2 separate regions of the Mus musculus genome follow, and region 2 is linked to region 1. The links are chromatin contacts, called in public Hi-C maps. All regions are on one chromosome and are shown on one strand. Each heading gives the region's core, a stretch centred on a gene start, on an enhancer-like site or on the middle of the called end of the contact. The rest is flanking DNA. Distances are from core to core; before and after follow the strand shown.

What was found. A called contact is a pair of places that touch in the nucleus more often than the background predicts.
Region 2: a contact with region 1 is called in a Hi-C map of the N1E-115 cell line, with 3 times the contacts expected there. The contact joins two enhancer-like sites. A contact is called at or near these places in 2 of 39 promoter capture datasets (hippocampal neurons and liver), 2 of 484 Hi-C or Micro-C datasets (the N1E-115 cell line and cortical neurons) and 1 of 115 datasets of contacts at active chromatin or transcription factors (embryonic stem cells).

The regions. Positions count from the first base shown.
Region 1 is chr11:113,351,053-113,353,875 of GRCm38.p6, forward strand. The region is part of intron 6 of Slc39a11 (solute carrier family 39 (metal ion transporter), member 11); the gene reads right to left. All of the region lies in intron 1 of Gm51926 (a long non-coding RNA gene), which reads left to right. Among named protein-coding and RNA genes, the nearest start is that of Gm51926, 12 kb to the left of the region's middle. Within about 2 kb of position 1,374, at least 36 of the 459 cell types and tissues checked have an H3K27ac peak or open chromatin away from gene starts, as enhancers often do. A contact at or near this core is called in the N1E-115 cell line, where this site is marked.
Region 2 is chr11:113,543,138-113,545,837 of GRCm38.p6, forward strand. The region is part of intron 3 of Slc39a11 (solute carrier family 39 (metal ion transporter), member 11); the gene reads right to left. Among named protein-coding and RNA genes, the nearest start is that of Slc39a11, 21 kb to the right of the region's middle. Within about 2 kb of position 1,289, at least 59 of the 459 cell types and tissues checked have an H3K27ac peak or open chromatin away from gene starts, as enhancers often do. A contact at or near this core is called in the N1E-115 cell line, where this site is marked.

The DNA of each region.
Region 1 (2,823 bases), core at 124-2,623:
CCAGAACACCTGAGTGAAGATCAGGACATTATCTGCAATGGGACACAGATGGTGGGGACAGAAAAGGCATGTCTGAAGGACAATGGGACACAGATGATGGGGACAGAAAAGGCATGTCTGAAGGACAACTTGGCAGAGACACTTAGCCAGGTATTTAGAGTCTGTGTCTTGGGTCCCTGGAGAGGAGACCCCTTTGTTTTCTCCCTTTTAATTAGAAACCTTTGCATTGGGGGCATCTGATGTACCTCAGTGTCCTACCCCCTCAGGACCCATACTACTCACACCCCTACCCGAGTTCTCTCCTCCCTGCTCCTCCGACACCCTCATCCCCACATCGGCCAGCAGCCGTGTGCTTCCCATGCTGTGTTTCAAGTTACCCCCGACTTGGCTGAGCAATCCTGCTACTTCTCCAAAGCAGCCCTGGACATGTCAGAGGGGCAGAAGTTGACTGTGTTCTGTGTGGTCACTCATGGATGGATGTTCTGCGAGGTAGGAGAGAAGTGAGGGGCAGGGACAGGGGGGCTCAGAAAACCCATGATGCTAACTGCTGAGGGACCCTTGGGTGGGAGGGAAAGAAGAGGTGAACCACAGAGAGCAAAGAATATAAAGCCACGGAGGCAAGACAGACACACACACAAACACATGCACACACACTTGGGGTTTATTCTCCTGGATGTCACCCCCACTGTGTTTGGTATACTAGGACAGTAGGCTAGGGCAGATGAGAGGATTTGGCGTTTGCTTGTTTGTTTGTTTGTTTGTTCGTTGTTTTCTTTTCTTTTTGAAGCTTCACAAAGGATCTCCTTAAAGCTGAAGGGGCACACTTTCTCTGAACCCTGTAATGCCAGGGCTGAGAGGCAGGCGTCTAGGTGTGTGAAGAGTGCTATCCCAGGCATGTAAATCCATCTGGAGGTGGAAAACAGAAAAGAGGGGGATCCCAACAGGGCTGCACCAAGAGGGAAATCTCAACAGCGGAAAAAGACGAGGGATTACACACAGAGTCAGGATTCAAGGAGGTTCATTTGTACGATGGTGTGGCTGAGAAAAGTCCAGATGGAAACGGCCGCCTGACTCTGTCTACACTGGAAAGTGCGCTCCAACAGAAATAGTGAGTCAGAACTCGATGCCGTGTTTGTCAACTTGGGGACCAGCTGGGCTGTGTGTTGAACAACCCATCAATCCGCTAGACACACACAGAACGGGAGGCATCTTCCAGTTGTCAGAGTAAAGATTCTTTACTCTTCAGTCCGGCAACCCGAAGACAAACAAGGGAATTTGTGGCTTGGTTTCCTTGACAACCTTATCTTCACTTCAGGCACCATCCCTGTCTCCAAGCAACAGGGCACTCTTCAGAATTACCAGAAGGTGAAAAACCAGCACTTGCCCCAGTCCTCCAGGACAAAGCAGGATGGGGAAGAGCCACTGACCCACACCTCACAATGCAGAGCCCAGGGAGGCTAGGGAAGGTGTGTCTCCCCAAGTATTTCCCCAGACCACATGCACCCAGACTCTATCCCCTCAAGTTCCTTATGTGCATGCTTTGGCTTATTCCCTGGAGGACACAGTGACTCAACCATTCCTAATGCAAAAGCCCTACATGGCCTCAAGCGGGGGGGGGGGGGGGGGGGAAGAAGTGGAGGCGGACCCTAGAGAGCAGGGCACAGAAGGAAAGCCAAGATGTTACTGTCACCATGACTTAGCAGATTGCTAAACCTGGAGAAAGGAGTTTGATTAAAGGAAGAGAGAAGACACCTCTATTGCGGTGTTGATATTTAAGAAGACCTCATTTGCCTCAGAAAACAGGATTCTGAGTGTTTGTTTTTTTACTGTGGGCTCCGTCCCTGGGCCACGAAGAATGTCTAAGAGTATAAAGAAGAGGTATGAGTGAGCAAACTCTTGAGAGGTGGCAGCTCTGAGTCTTCATGGAGACCAGAGGAGTGAGCTGAGCGGCTGAAGGAACTGGGAAACAGAAGGAGCCGACATGGGATAGGTTCAGGTGTTGCATCTCATAACCCAGAAAGCCACCATCCATCTCAATCCTTTATTGAGGATTTCAAACCACCTCACACCCATGACCATAGCTGCCCTTACAGCATCTGCAAAGCTGGGGCCAGGCTGGAGCTTGGAATTATGCCCCTTCCTTCACAGCCGTGGCCATCTCTACTTGAGGGCTGTTCTTGCACGCCATTCACACCACACAAGGCTATTTCTCAAGAAGACACACACTACAGAGTCTGAGTCCAAACTCTGTCCCATCATTGGGATTGAAGAATTCTGATGGTCTGGTTTGTTATCATTCAAATAAAATCCCCAAATCTCAGGGAGTACAGGCAATTACAGTTTTCAGTCATCCTGCAACTGTATGGATCTATTCAGGACCCCTCCCTATGACAGTGAGTAGCGATTGTTAGCTTTACGTCATCTAGACCAGGAGACAGCTGTACTGGTTGGGTTTGTGTGTCAACTTGACACAGTTGGAGTTATCACAGAGAAAGGAGCCTCCCTTGAGGAAATGCCTCCATGAGATCCAGCTGTAAGGCATTTTCTCAATTAGTGATCAAGGGAGGAGGGCCCCTTGTGGGTGGTGCCATCCCATGGCTGGTGGTCTTGGGTTCTATAAGAGAACAGGCTGAGCAAGGCAGGGGAAGCAAGCCAGTAAGTAACATCCCTCCATGGCCTCTGCATCAGCTCCTGCTTCCTGACCTGCTTGAGTTCCAGTCCTGACTTCCTTTGGTGATGAACAGCAACGTGGAAGTGTCAGCTGAATAAACCCTTTCCTCCCCAACTTGCTTCTTGGTCATGATGTTTGTGCAGGAATAGAAA
Region 2 (2,700 bases), core at 39-2,538, 190 kb after region 1:
ACACACAAATAAAGTACATAAATTCAAAAGTAACCTAAACTACAAACTGGAGCAGGAGAGACAGATTAGTTGGTAAAATACCGACACGTGTGCGTGATACCGGACTTCAATACCAAGAATCCAAGTTTAAAAACAAACAGGCGTAGCGGTGCACACTTGCAACCCCAACACTAAGGAGGGTGTGGATGGAGACTGGCTGGCTGGTCAGTGTAGCTAAATCAGGATCAGCTAGAGACCCTGACTTGCAAAACAAGTGGATGGCACCAGGGACGATACCTGAGGCTGATGTCTAGCCTCCACATGCACCTGCACACACGTGCACAACACACTTAATGCAACAAGCCAGGGAAGGGCATAAATCAGCAACTCCCAACCAAAGAAACCGCTACCTACGGGGTTACCAAGGAACACAGCAGGGGCCCAACCTTGTCTGTAGTCCAAGAAGCAGGAGGGAAAGCCCCATTGCCAGGCTTAGGGAGACACTGAGAACCCCAAGGGCTGAGGATAAATGGCTTTCTGTCATCCCCAAGACTGCCATGACAGTCCCCAGCTCCTTCAAGTAGGAGGACACGATGGGCTAGCATGTGCTACCTGACCACAGTGGGCAAACACATGCTACCTGACCACAGTGGGCGAGCATGTGCTACCTGACCACAGTGGGCGAGCATGTGCTACCTGACCACAGTGGGCGAGCATGGGCTACCTGACCACAGTGGGCGAGCATGGGCTACCTGACCACAGTGGGCGAGCATGGGCTACCTGACCACAGTGGGCGAGCATGGGCTACCTGACCACAGTGGGCGAGCATGGGCTACCTGACCACAGTGGGCGAGCATGGGCTACCTGACCACAGTGGGCAGACACGTGCTACCTGACCACAGTGGGCGAGCATGGGCTACCTGACCACAGTGGGCAAACACGTGCTATCTGACCACAGTGGGCGAGCATGGGCTACCTGACCACAGTGGGCAAGCATGGGCTACCTGACCACAGTGGGCACAAGGAATCCTGGCCATGCTGATCACTGGCACCATCTACCCAATGAGAGACTGTGTTTCAGTCTGGATCTCCAGCATTGCTAAAGGAGACCACAGCAACCAAGCAGGAAGAAGGCAGGCCTCTGGCGGAAACTAGAGAACTCGAAATGTCAACGGCTGTGGAAAGGAAAACCTGGACTCGTGTCAGAGAGGTCCGAATGTGTGGGATGAGCCTGTTTTCTTCTTGGCACTGAAGAAGGAAGTAGAGGAGTTTTATAGAGACAACAGCAATGAGTTCTGAACACATTTACAGAAGGAGCACTTCCTCTATTGCTGGAGTTAAGGTTGATGAAGGGAAAGAGCCACAGCTGACACACAGAGGGAAGAGGAAGGTGCGAGAGGCCCACCAGGCAACTAACCAAAGAACCACAGGCTGCAAGAGGGTAAGAGGCGGGAGGGCCCCAGCTTCCAAACCCAGAAACTCGAAATCCATCTAGAAATGTGAGCAGAAAGTTTCTCAAGAAACCGACATAAGGTTCCTCCTGGAGAGGAGGGACTGAGTGGGAGGAGAGCCTGTGTCCTTTGCTCTATAGGCCTCTTATTAGCATCCTGAATGTGCATCTAGTCTTTGAATTTAAAGGGGTAGGGGACACTCAAAAACATAAAAATAATTTCAATGTCTAACAAGCCACTCGTTAAAATTGGCATGCTTATGCAACACCTTTATTCCCAGCACTCAGGAGCAGAAGCAAACAGATCTCCGTGAGTTCACCCATCTGCCCGGCTGATAGAAGGCTCCACCCTGGACCCCACTGCACCTCTCCTAAGCTCACCCGGCTCTGGCCAACCATTTGAGACATTTCCTGGCCTGGCTGCATCCTGAAATGCTCATCAGAATTAAATCATGGGAAGATGTTCAAAGGCCTTCAGAGAAGTAATGAGTCTGCATTCAATTACTTTCTGCCTTCATTGGGAGAGTCACCTCGGTGCGTCCCTTAAAGCCTCGGGAGAGATGGTTTCTCAGTGCCTGCTCTGAGATCGTAGACTGATGCTCTGGCATGCAAAAGAGGTCAGGAGAAGCAGGGTTAAGGCTGCAATCAACCAGAAAGAAAGAAAGAAAGAAAGAAAGAAAGAAAGAAAGAAAGAAAGAAAGAAAGAAAGAAAGAAAGAAAGAAAGAAAGAAAGAAAGGAAGGAAGGAAGGAAGGAAGGAAGGAAGGAAGGAAGGAAGGAAGGAAGATAGGAAGGAAGGAAGCAAGCAAGCAAGCAAGCAAGCAAGCAAACGAAAAAGAAAACCCCACCAGCACCGGTGACACCTGAGCCCCACACTTACTTCAGAATATTTTGTGAGCCAGGTATGTAGGATGTAGGCTCACACCTACAGTCCCAGCACCCAGGAGGCAGTGGAAGGAGAGCCAGAAGTTCAACACCAGCCCAAGACCAGGGAGAGAGACTGAAACCAACCTGAACCATATAATACTGTCTCAAAAGACAAAAATGAGAGCTGGAGATATCAGATGGTAGAGTGTTAACCTAGCACTCATGAAGCCCCATTTCAAGCCCCAGAACGGCATAAACCAGGTATGGTGGTACATGCCTGTAATCCCAATACCCAGAGGGTTAGTCATGAGTTCAATACCAACCTAAGTAACCCAAGCGATACAGTGGAAGAAGGGCTGTGAACACGGGTCAGTGATAGAACGCTGGCCTAGCGCATGCAGTGTG